2 separate regions of the Hordeum vulgare genome follow, and region 1 is linked to region 2. A link is a contact called in public Hi-C data. All regions are on one chromosome and are shown on one strand. The core of a region is the stretch at or near the end of the contact, and the rest is flanking DNA. Distances in the headings are between cores, read along the strand shown. Region 1 holds the start of LOC123395907 (WRKY transcription factor WRKY76-like). Region 2 has its middle 47 kb from the start of LOC123398327.

The links. A called contact is a pair of places that touch in the nucleus more often than the background predicts.
Region 1: a contact with region 2 is called in a Hi-C map of leaf, with 6 times the contacts expected there. The contact joins the promoter of LOC123395907 here to the enhancer-like site in region 2. A contact is called at or near these places in 4 of 6 Hi-C or Micro-C datasets (leaf and seedling).

The regions. Positions count from the first base shown.
Region 1 is chr5H:446,043,429-446,050,061 of MorexV3_pseudomolecules_assembly, forward strand. It overlaps LOC123395907 (WRKY transcription factor WRKY76-like), which reads left to right and starts at 4,743. Exons shown (of 4, transcript XM_045090933.1): 1 at 4,743-4,994; 2 at 5,102-5,452; 3 at 5,541-5,657; 4 at 5,777-6,471. The coding sequence starts at 4,839. The coding sequence ends at 6,148.
Region 2 is chr5H:445,767,750-445,774,069 of MorexV3_pseudomolecules_assembly, forward strand. No RefSeq gene overlaps it. Among protein-coding and RNA genes, the nearest start is that of LOC123398327, 47 kb to the left of the region's middle. Within about 2 kb of position 1,557, at least 1 of the 3 cell types and tissues checked has open chromatin away from gene starts, as enhancers often do. A contact at or near this core is called in leaf, where this site is marked.

The sequences.
Region 1 (6,633 bases), core at 3,493-5,992, 280 kb after region 2:
TCCGGGAGTTGCACAATCTCATGGTCTAAGGAAATGATACTTGACATTAGAAAAGCTTTAGCAGACAAACTACACGATCTTGTGTTATGCTTAGGATTGGGTCTTGTCCTTCACATCATTCTCCTAATGATGTGATCCCGTTATCAATGACATCCAATGTCCATGATCAGGAAACCATGACCATCTATTGATCGATGAGCTAGCCAACTAGGGGCTCTCTAGGGACATGTTGTGGTCTATGTATTCACACAAGTATTGGGATTTATGGTTAATACAATTATAGCATGAATAGTAGACAATTATCATGAACAAAGAAATATAATAATAACCACTTTATTATTGCCTCTCGGGCATATTTCCAACCATTATGTCGATTGTAGGCGGGATGGTGACTCTACTAGTGCAGCCTTTTCAGTCATCTCCATATCGACGGTTATTATAGCTATCAGCCGATATACTGACTCTGTAGGAAGTCTAGCATGCTTCTTTAGTGCTGCTCTTCGATCAGAATTCCTCTTACTTGGTTAACCTGACGGCGGCATTGTGTCGAAGTAGAGTACATGTGAAATAGGGTAAGATAAGACAATAGGGTAAGTAAAATCTGCAGACACAGAAATGGAACTAGCTGAAGTGAAAGTTACAACCAATACCATGTGCATTAAGGTTCTCGTTCAAATCATAGACAAACTCATCATTGTTGTGTTACCACAGCTCTCGCCACTATGACTAACATCGAGAAATTCAACCAATGAAGTATCGAAGAACAAAACATCATTGAATTAACGCAATACTAGCGAGACACCGCGTCGACCTCGATAGGCAGGCATGCCAGCATCGTCATATCATGTCAATAGCCATGCCCGTAAAGGCTCGAAAGAGTGAATTGGTGAAGAAGATGGTGCTATCGCACACGACGGCCAAGGAACCCCATCGACAAAATACAAAAAGAACTAACTCGTCATCCATGAAGATCTGCGAGGAAAAAACCACCAGCTCCTCAGCAACAACCACGCAAAGCGTCACCGAGACGGGGTTGTGGCCTGAGGACATTTATTCGAGAAAATATCACCAGAACCATCGAAGCGACATCACCACGACACAAAAGGAACTTGCAAGTAAGAGAATTATCTCCTCTCCGCTCTGCGACACCGAAGTAGACATTGTGGAGCAGAGGGGCGACAATTGGATCTATGGTGACGGCTAGGAGAACACTGGCCTACGCAAACAAATTTAGGTGTTTCGTTGTAGGCATTCAATGATTTCTTTTTGTGTCAAAATGTCAAATAAAAGGAGAAAATGCTAGAGGTATGTTTAGGCCAATTAGGCTGTTGGTGATCGTGAATACTAACAACTGTGTGATACTATACCAAGTATTCAACTACCAATTATGACACCCTAGTTATGTAGAATTTACATACAAATTATAAAGATTTCTTCCCCTAATTATTTTGCATGGTTACATGTGGAATATTAGTCTTAAATTTTCACTTACGCCCCACTTTAACAAGATTCACTACTTCCTTCGTCTCGGTGTAAAAGTCATCTTAGGTTGTACACCACGACCAAAACTGAGAGAAAAATGAAAGAAATTAATGTTAATTTGCTAATTAATATCATTGCAATGAATTGATCACTCCATGTCACGCTAGTTAGTCTCAAGTCATTAAAGACATAAACGTCCCACGTCTTTTATTAGTTTATTGTTTTATTCATATTAAAAGCAAAAAAACGAGGTAAAAATTAATGCAACGCGGCTAGGTATTTTAGTATTTTTTAGTTTTTATATGATGACTTATACACCGAAAAGGATGAAATATATGTTTCTCCAAAAAATGAGTGGATTGGAGAGAACGGTGCATGGGTCCCACCGGTAAATGACACGCACGGTCAACTTGTTCGCGTGGCAAACGGAGGTTTTCCCTGCAGTAAACATGAGTTTACGGCAGCAATACACGAAACATAGTATGTTGCTTTAAAAAGTCGTTCATCCATCAGGAAAAAGAAAATCATTCATCCTGTTTCCTTCTAAAGGACACGTAGCACTCTTCGTGGTAGAATTTTGCTTCGTCCGAAAGTAATCTGACGGGTTCTCCCCTGCCTGAAAATTAACAGCCGACGACTTCAATTAGTTCCAGGTCAATAGTATATTCAGAATCCAGAAAGACTTCCGCCGAGACTTGACAAAGCTACGACGCGTCTCTCTCTCTCTCCAGCGCTCTCTCTCTCTCTCTCTCCAGCTCCTACATAAGCAAATGACATACTCCCCCTGACGCAGGGCGCATGCGGTCACCACCGTGCCAGAACGGTGATGCCTCTCTCGGCTGGAGTCGTGCATCGGGTCACGCCGTACGAGACAAGGCAAAGTTCAGTAACTAGATCTCCCTGCAGTCACCATCGGGCTAAGATGGAGTACTACTGTACAGGTCGGGGGTTTACTACTGAGTTGAGAACTTTCTTACTATCATCTCGCAGCACAAAAACAGTCTGAACGGACCGCTAATTTCGGAGGCATGCTCTCGTTGTAGAAACATGTTAGAGAAGATAGCCTAAAAGAAATCGTTGAAGTTCCGCACCCTTCTCGTGCAAAAATATGCCACTTAGAATCTGAACGGAACAAGCACTTCATCAACAATTTGAATTATTCAGACGACGAGGCGCCAGGTATGATCGCATTATGTGCATCATTTCCACGCCCCTTCACTGCACGAGATTCTTGCGAGGACCACCGTGTGTTTTGTGTTGGTGTGCTCGATTTCATCTACACAGTACTATTTCGTCACACGACGCAGTAGCTCCTCCAAGACATACAAACAAACGAGTCCGGGCCAAATTCACTGTATTAACCCTTTCTCTAAAGTAAAACCGGATCCGATTCCTATAAGGAAAAAAAATGAATCTAACCCTTTTGCTACCGTCATTTGACGGTAGGAAAATGACGTGCCGCTAAAGGGCTCGCGGTAGCAAAAGTAACCCTACCGCCAAGGCGTCCGACGGTAGGTATGCGCACGCACTGTATCTGCAACTTAGAATTCTTTTTACGATAGGCGTGCAACCTACCGCCACGGACCTCGGCGGTAGATTGTTATAGCCTACCGACAAGGGGTCCACTGGTAACAAAAGGGTCAGGTCCGAATTTTTTCCCACTAGGGTCAGATCCGGCTTAACATTCAGAAAAATGTCAAAACAGTGAATTTGGCCATGAGTCGGGCATAAAACCTAGGAAACATCAGGCCCTCGCGTCGCCCCCTCTAGGGCGACTCGGGCGGCTCCCAAACCCAGCCGTCGAGGGCATGCGCTCCCTCCTCCCCTCTCTCCTTCACCGTCGAGGGACGCTGCCAGGCAATGCTCGGAGCTGACGGCGGTAGCGAAGACATCCCTCTCTCCCGTGTGGTGCGGGCCCCCTGTACGTGCGGAGGCATGGTCGATCTAGCGGAGCGATGGCGATGGTTGCATCGTCGACGACGGTGGCCGGCCCTGCCTCAGGCGACGGCGACTGCAGGCACGTCGGGCAGGCCGGTCACGGGCAGCTGCGTGCGGCGGGTGGCCTGGTTCGGGTGGCGGTGACGGGCTATGCTGCGGCGATGCGTCATCCGGCTTCAGATCTGCGGCGGCGTTGAGCGCCTGGTGGACTGCTCGGCGGCACCTTCGATCAGATATATTCTGGCCGGTGCAGCTGGAAATGGCGGTCATCTCCTGTGTCGAAGGTGGTCGGCCTGAGGCTGGGTGGTTGGATCTCGAGATTCGTCATCTAGTCCCGGTTGCGAGTTGGGAAGACATAGTTACCGGTGAAAACCGCACCGATGTTAGGCGATGGCGGCGTTCTGCTTCATTACCTTGATGAAGACATCGTCGTGTAACCACTGTTGACCAACTCGTGCTGCCCCGAGGAACCCCTAGGATCTGGTCTTTCAGATCGCACGATGGCGACACTACGGTGTCGTGTCTCTGTTGGAGCATCGCTTCTGGAGTAGCGCCGGAAGACACAGGAAGGCGGTGGAGTGGCTTCGTCTCAACGGGGCTTCTGTGGAGATGCCAAGTCATGCGTGACCGACAGTTGCTACGCTATGTCATGCCTGCTCGGCAGGTGGTACGCACGACAGATCTTCCGGAGCCTTCATGTCAGGATGGACGAGCGCATGGCGATGACGTCGTTGGGCTTCGTGGTGGCGTTGACGGATGAACGGACTGACAAGGGTGATGCAGATCTCTCTCTTGAAGATGAGACAACGGTTCGATGATGATGAGGATTTCTAAAAGTTGCGCAAGTGGTATACGATTTAGGTTTGCTGCATCGATTGTTGTTCGGATACGTTATAGGGATGGATCGATGATGACATCAGTATTTGATATGAATAATGAGAACACTAATTATTATCATGTTTATAGGTGTGAGTGATAACTTCATATAGCTTAATGTTTGTCGTACCTTCATTAAAATAATTAATAAAAATAACTGTAGGTCGGATTTAACCTCCTTTTCTGTAAAAGCGATGCAGAGACCGCGACCGCACCTTGCAGCTTGCTAGTATGACGCGGGCAAGGCTGACGTTGCGGCATGACACTACCCGAACGTACTACGTCGAATTCAATAATGGCACGACCCACGGACCCAGTCTGACAACTGCGCCCCCGTTTTCCCACGCGACCGCGGCGTCCCGCTCCGTCCAAACGACATGTCCCCCCGACCTCCCGCTATATCTACCGGCCCTTTGGGGATGCCAGGCATTCAGATGACTCGAGCTCCTGGTTGATTCTTCAGCATAGTAATCGCAGTCTCAGCCTCTCAGGTTCACAGTGGTAGGAAGTTTGCAGGGTCGTGCCCGTGTAATTGCTGATCAATGGAAACGGCGCGGTGGTCGCCCGTCTGCCTCGACCTCATGGTCGGGCTACCCATGGTGCGCGAGCCGTCTCCGGCGAGGCGCGCCGGAATGAGAACCCAAGCTGACATTGCTAGCTCACCCTGCGGCAGAGCAGCTTCCATGACCAACGGCGAGGTATGCAACCGTTCAACCACACTCCGTTGTTTGTCACTCCGTCTCTTTCCCGCTTTTCGCGCGCTCGAGGTGCTGGATTTGATTTTCGAAATGTGGGGGATTTCCAGGCTAGTAAGATGATGGAGGCGAAATTCACGGAGGTAAGCGAGGAGAACCGGAGGCTGACGGAGATGATCGGCTACCTGTACGCTAACCAGAGTTTCGCGCGACACAGCCCCGAAGGGGACGGCGAGCAGCCCGCGAGCACCGCCGCGTCGCCGACATCACCGGTGGGCAAGAAAAGGAGCAGGGAGAGCATGGACACGTCGGATTCCGGCGATGGCAACAGCGACAAGAAGATGACTGGTATGGTCGAGGCCGAGCATGTTGACGTCGAGAGCCCGCTGAGCAACGGCACTTGCCGGAGAATCAAGGTCAAGAGGGTCTGCACCCGGATCGACCCATCGGACACGAGCCTCGTAAGTGCCAAATCAATTCAATCAAAGCTTAGCTGAAAACAATGGCAACTGTACTTACACCGAGATCGATTGCTTCTGAATTCTGAAGGTTGTGAAAGACGGGTATCAATGGCGGAAGTACGGGCAGAAGGTGACACGGGACAACCCCTCCCCCCGAGCCTACTTCCGATGCGCCTTCGCGCCGTCCTGCCCTGTCAAGAAGAAGGTATCGTACAAACTCCGCCCAATTCGACGAGCATTGTGCTGCAGCAGCAGCAGCATCTTGTGCTTGTGCGGTCTGAGAAGCTTATGTTCTGACACTAATCTCTATCCATGGTGGTGCAGGTGCAGAGAAGCGCCGAGGACAGCTCGATGGTGGAGGCGACGTACGAGGGCGAGCACAACCACCCGCGCCCCACGCGGGCCGGCGAGCTGCCGAGCTGCGCGGCGGGGGGCGGCGGCCCGGTGCCGTGCTCCATCTCCATCAACTCCTCCGGCCCGACCATCACGCTGGACCTCACCAAGGACGGGGGAGGTGTGCAGGTGGTCGAGGCAGCAGGGGAGGCGCAGCCGGACCTGAAGAAGGTGTGCCGGGAGGTCGCGTCGCCGGAGTTCCGGGCGGCTCTGGTGGAGCAGATGGCCCGCGAGCTCACCGGCGACCGAAAGTTCACCGACGCGCTCGCCGCCGCCATCCTGCGGAAGCTGCCGGATTATTAGCATTCAAGTAGAATCTGTTGAGACTGTGCATACTTCAGAAACTTCCGCCCGTGCGGTTTTCTTGTACAGCTTCAGAAAGGAAGTTCCTAGCACTTCTCTGCTGAGATTTAGGGCCTAGTTCTCCCCCGAATTGTACTGCATAATTTGCATTTTTCTTGCTATTTGAGGATCTGAATCGTACCACAGAAAAATAATGTATCAGGGGAAAAGAAGGTATGACAAAGATAACTTGAATCGCACCACAATTTGAAATTTTACTTGTTAATTTCTCTGTTCCAAAATATAGAAATGTTCAGCTTTGTCCTAAGTCAAAAAATTTATTAGACTGTATACCTCTTATATATATATAAGATAACCACATTTGTATTGGTGTCGAGCAGTTTTCACCTAAACCTTGTTTTATATGATATCACATTAGGTTAGATTAAATCGCTTCCGTCTCGTATGCCGCCGCCGCCTCATGGCCTCTGCTTCGGGCGCCGTCG
Region 2 (6,320 bases), core at 307-2,806:
TATTGCACCGCTTCCGCCACCTCGAATAAATTGTTGAGCTTCACTCTGAGGCTTAACGCGTAGTAGTAGTACTCGTCATGTCACATTACTCTGATGTGACATGTCCCCTTTATTTTCGCGAGCAGTAGAGTCACCCTAAGACCACTGTAACATTTCCATCTATCCTAAGACTTGAATGTGTTGTAATAATTTGTAGAGTGACCCTCGCTCTACTTGTAATATATTGAGTACTACTGGTTTTCTGCATCAAGTTGAGTTTGTCAGTGGGAAATATTTTCTTCACCCTGGACACGAATGGCTGATTTCCAATTAAATCTGTTATTTGGAAACCGGTCGTGAAAAAAAACTAGGTAGAAAGGAGGTATGCATGTATGTAATTTATTGCTAAAATTAATCCCATATACCTAAGAGAGTCATCCCTATAATTTATTTATCTCAACATGCAAACATATCATCTCATCATATAATTATGAATGAGATAAGACTCACCTCAACATGCAAATCATGCATGGGAAGGGACTCACCACAACATTCGACCATGCATGAAAAAATGTTTTTCACTTAATCATTCTACTTATATTCAATAAATATTGTTACAATTATACATGATCAAATATAACAAGTCATATGTATTTTAACTTCTGATTTCATCTTTATCAACTGTTGTCAACCAATTTCCACAACAACGCGTGGGGTATCATGTAGTTTGGTTAATCTGCTATAGCTGCATGCACTCTTAACACATGGTAGGGAGGGCAAGCTATTTAGATAAAAAATTGTGTGAATATGAATATTAGTATTATTAGTAATATGTTGCTTACCTTTAATCACATAATGTGTCATGAGTTATCACTTAAAAGAGAGTTAAAGAAATATAGGATAAGGAAACTACTCCCTCCGTTTCAAAAAGCTTGTTCCAATCTTGACCCTGGTGCTAGATACATTTATTTGAAGAACAAGTTTTTTCGACAAAATGGATAGATATGAAGGACCCACACATGCATGCAATAAATTGCTGTAAGTAATTTGGTTAGTGTGGCATGGCTGCATGTGTTATAAAATATGGTACTAGGAGAAGATATACTCCCTTCGTTTCTAAATATAATTCTTTTTAGAGCCTTCACTAGAGGATGTATATAGACATATTTCAGAATGTATATTTATTTATTTTGCTCCGTATCTAGCCCCCTAATAAAATCTTTATAAAAACTTATATTTAGGAACTGAGGAGAAGATACATGAGCTTTCATATGCACAAATATATTTTTATGTAAAAACGTTTTGAAACACAAATGAATATTTTATTGTATTATTTATATTGCGATGCTCTTTTTTCCCCAATATATGGAGTTTTCTAAGTATAAACTTTTTTTTAAAATGGACAATTATTTGGGATTGTGGGCTTAAGGCATCAAATAGGTAGGTGTGCTCTAGTTTTCCGGTTCTTTTCTTGTCCGGTCTCGTTGCTATCATGGGTCACGGCCAGTCTTTGTTCGCTCCTCGTTGCTCTCACGGGTCACAACTTGCAAAATGTATACCATCAATAATGCTCCACTTGCACAAACAAAACCTACAGACTCGAGGTCAAGGACGCGGCGATAGGAAATACTACTAGGTACACATTACAATATAATACAAGAAGTAAAGTAGAAGAGTGACCAGACGGAGTATTTTCCTTCAACGAAGCGATGATTAACGTGGATGCGTAAGAGCATCTACATTCAAAACTTATAAAAATGATACTTTAAACGTGTGGGGACGTGACCGAACGTGTCCGTATGAATTGACCGGACACATCTAAAAAAAAGTAATGCATCTGAATATTTTATATTAAATTTTTCAAATTTATATAAAAGCATGCAAACATATAGACCTACATACTACGTATAAACTATCTACGTCGGAGATTTAGATGATCTCCGTGCCCTACGATGGATAGATATGCGGCAGGTGCAGCTCCGCCCCTTCCGGTGCCTCTACTGCGCCCCCTCCGATGCCTCCGGTTGATCCGTTGCGGCTTCCTTTGCCGCTATTTTTGCCTCAAGCTCGTCGAAAAGGGCGTCGGCACCCGCCTGCCTCTGCCGGATGTGCCGACGATTGGACTCCACCTCGGCCTCATCCCGGATAGAATCCAGGATGACCTGCTGCTCCGTCATCTTGTCAGCTTGGGCGACGACGAACTCCACCCCCGCCTTCGCCATGTTCAAGCCTAGAGCATGGATCTCCGGGCGTCCTCCTTCTTCTGGACGTCCTCCTCCATGGCCCCCGACACCTCCTCCTCCGGTTGCTCCGCCTCCTCCTCCATTTTCGACGAGTCCTAAGGGAGACCCCCAGCAATGCAGGCGACGCGTGAGCCTGGATCTCTGCCTCGATCTGCATTCGATACTCCGATGTGAGCCGATCGTAGGTGCTGATCCTACAACGGACAATACTGAGGCCGAGAAGGGGGGGGGAGGGGGAGGAGGCCGATGGGATTGAGTGACAACGAAGGGAGGAAGGATGTGAATCTGCTAGGGCTAGGGGATGCAAACAGTCTTAAGTAGCCGGCTATGGCCTCGGGCGGCGAGTGGGAGCGGCGCCACTCACACCACGGCAACGATCGAGGCGCACGTCAGACCTTTGGGTTTTTGGACGAGTCCGCATGGGACCACGTCGTCAGGACGGCGTGGCGGGCGTGCCCGGACTGCCCTATATCCGCCTCATGTTAGGGTTGGATATGAGGAATGCCGGTCAGCCCGGGTGTTTGAGGTCTGTATGAAGGACCTGACTGGATAATGTTTTGTGACCGGTCGACTTGTCCGAATGTTAGAGACTGATATAAGAGCAACTCCAACCGGCTGACCCAAACGGACGCGCACTATGTCCGTATTTTGTCCGTTTGGGTTGGCCCGATGGACATCTGTGTCCGCTTTTGCAATTGGGTCCGCGCTTGCGCTCGAGCGACCCATTTTTAGATGACCTGAAAAAATATATAAGTAAATATTTTAAAAATATGGAAAACCATTAATTAAATATTTAATGCGGCCTGGAAGGCCGGCGATAGTCCACATTACATTAAACATAAAATTAAATAAACTAAAAATGAGGAGACGCGCTGCCCTAGGCGTCCTCTTTGTCATCGTTGTTGGGGACGATAAGGCAGCGTAACATCGAGGTAGGGGGGGAGGAGTACGCGGTGCCCTCAACGCCACCTCGCCTGGTGCACTCGTATGCTGACCCGCTGGCGAGGCGGACGGGAAGACGCTGGCGACGGGAGCGCGCAGACAGGGATGACGGGGAACTTGCCCTTGTCTTTGCTAGAGAAGAAACGCATGATGACTATGATTTGCCGTCGGCGGGGGAGCAGCGGGTGGCTAGATGTGGATGGAGACGACTTCTGAAAGAGGATGAGCACCCCTCCCCCTCCCCGCGCGCACGCTCGGATGAAAAAAGGACGTATGTGGGTCGCTGATGCGTGGGTCCGTGATGGACGGTCATTGATAATAAAGACAATGTTGATTTTGACTAGGCGCCACGTGTGGACGGACCCGAACATGAAAAGGCGCACGCCGCATCCGCGCCGATGCATTTCGGACTCAATTTTAGACCGAAAATAGGTGCGTATAGACGTGAAGTGGACGCCTTTTGAGTTTGAATCGACGCGTTAGGTCTTTATTTTTGTCTGCGTCGACCAAAACAAACACGAACGGATGATTTGAATCGTTTCATTGGAGTTTTTTCTTAAACACAGTACAGACGCAAACGCTCATATACGCGCGCATACATTCGTCTCTATAAACACACACACGCACACCCTACCCCCTATAACCATCTCCGAAAGACTGAGCCGACATGTCATCTTAAGATTTACAAAGTCACCGTAGGCGCCTTGTCATCGACGGGAACGTCTCCTCTCACTAAAAACGCATCCCCGAAAATTCTGAAATAAATCCAGAAATAATACAAACACCAGGATTTGAACCCTGATGAGTTAAAAATATCATGATCTATCTAACAATTCAATCACACATTGATTTGCATCGTTTCATTGGAGTTGCTTTAAACGGTCCGGTTATAGATGGTGGTCGCCCATAACGTACATGTGCGAATTGACAGTCCCGTGAGAACCCATGGGTCCATCATCTCGGAGAATATCTCCGTCGCCGCCGTAATCAACCTACGTTCTCCACGACGTCAGGGAAATGACGTCTGTTCATGAAAGACATGCCACGGTCAGCATGTTGGTGGATGAATGCATGCATACGGTGGTGAAGTCAATGGAAGAGGAAAAGGCTAGCGCGAACAAGCGGGCATGGACCGGCGTTAATTTGTTTCCTTCTTGTCGGATGCCCCCGAAGGGATCTTTCCTTTATAGGGTGCACGGCATCCTCGCAGATGCTTTCGCGTTTCCTCGTATCTTGCAACGTGTGTACACACACAAGGTCGTGCCTCCACGCGTCTAGCTATGCACTGTGAATCCGGCCATGGAAAAGAAACGATGGCTCCGTCATTATCTTTCATTTGATGAACGAGAAGATCATGAGAGACCGTCAATGAAAATAGTACTCGAATGATGGTCAGTCTAGCCACAGGTGAGTAAGTATCAAAGAAATCTTCTTCTTTTTTCTGGGCATAGCCCTTGGCCACAGGCCTAGCCTTGTACTTTTCAATCGTACCATCGTGCCTAAGCTTCTTTTGGAAGCAGCATCCTCTGCCCTCTTCTTCTCAGCTTTAAGGGCCAGATGGTCGGCTTCGGTCGGTGAAGACATGGCGATGACGAAGGCGACGCAGACGTAGACGAAGCAGACGGACGGAGGCGAGCACTCTCCCGTACAGGAACCGGAGAGGTGGGGTTTCAGAGGCCTGCTCTCCCGTCGACCGTGTACGCGGTAAACGAGACGGAGTCGCCGACGGCAGCAGCAGCAAAAGGAACGAACGCGTGAGGCAGATGTGATCTGATTCTCGTGACGGCTAGGGTAGGCGTTAGCTTGCTTATAAAGGTGGCTGGGCGGAGAGACGTGGGCCGAACCCACGTCCGAGTCGGTAACCGTTACATATTCTTCGTTCCTCACCGACAAAAATAAGCGCGTAGGTATGAGCTCGGCTCGGCTCATTCCCGCAACGTGGCGTGGCGAGGCGGGCGGCGGAGGAGGAGTGCGCGAGGGCACCTTCTCTTCTCACTCTCCAATAGCATGTGAAAGAGAGACCCTTATAAAGGGGTCCAACATCTCCTCCACTAGCGGGGTGGGACTAAACTTCCCACCACCACCTTGTCATGCCACCACCTACATGGGCCCTTGGAGATTTTCTGAAATTCTCTTATGGGCCTAAGGCCCACTACTAATTTCAACAATCCCCCACCAGATCTCAAGGGCACATCGTGTTCTCTCGTTCCAATCACTGTTTTAATATATCAACATTTCAGTAAAGACCTGTTAAGGTTGAGCTTCACCTAGAGCAAGCAGCTACACTCCTTCACAACTTGACAATGGACTATGCCTTGAATTGTCAGCTTGGCGTAAAGAAGCTTCACCACAAGTATTACTAGTACTAGGCTGCCGAAGGTGACCCCTCGGGTGGAGCATATTAGTCACACTCCTGGCCTATTGATGAGTTTACTAGAGATCACCCAAATCTCATAGACTGTGACCAGCAGTCAAGCTCATATAAGTGTGTTCCTCCAAAGATCGCTCTGTAGGACATCATCTTGCTTACACATAAGCTTTAGAACACATTAAGACAGTAGTCATCCTACCATACAGTGTCCGAGAGCATTGCATCTCCAACGGAGTGGGTTAGTAAAGTTACTCTCCTTAGTTCACCACTGGCTTGTTTTCCCAGGTCCAACTTCACGGGATCTCCGATCATATAGGTTGGGTTACTGCCATGGCAACTCATGTGTGTCTCGTACCCATCTCCCTCGATGCACTATCTATCACAACACGTGATAGCCCTTTAGTAAAGGGATCTGCGAGATTCTTAGCCGTTTGGACGTAATCCAACGCTATCACTCCGGAGTTTCTCAAACGTCTGACAGACTTCAATCTCATTCTTATATGCTTGTTGGACTTCATATTGTCCTTTGAACTCTTCACTTTGACAATAACCGTCTGATTATCGCAGTTCATAAGGATAGCTGAAACCGGCTTCTCAACCACAGGTAAGTCCATCAAAAGATCTCGAAGAAATTCTGCTTCGACACCAGATGTGTCTAATGCTGTTAATTCTGCTTCCATTGCCGATCTCGTTAAGATCGTTTGCTTGCAAGACTTCCAGGAAACAGCACCACCCCCAAGAGTAAACATATACCCAGTAGTGGCCTTCATCTCCTCAGCATCAGA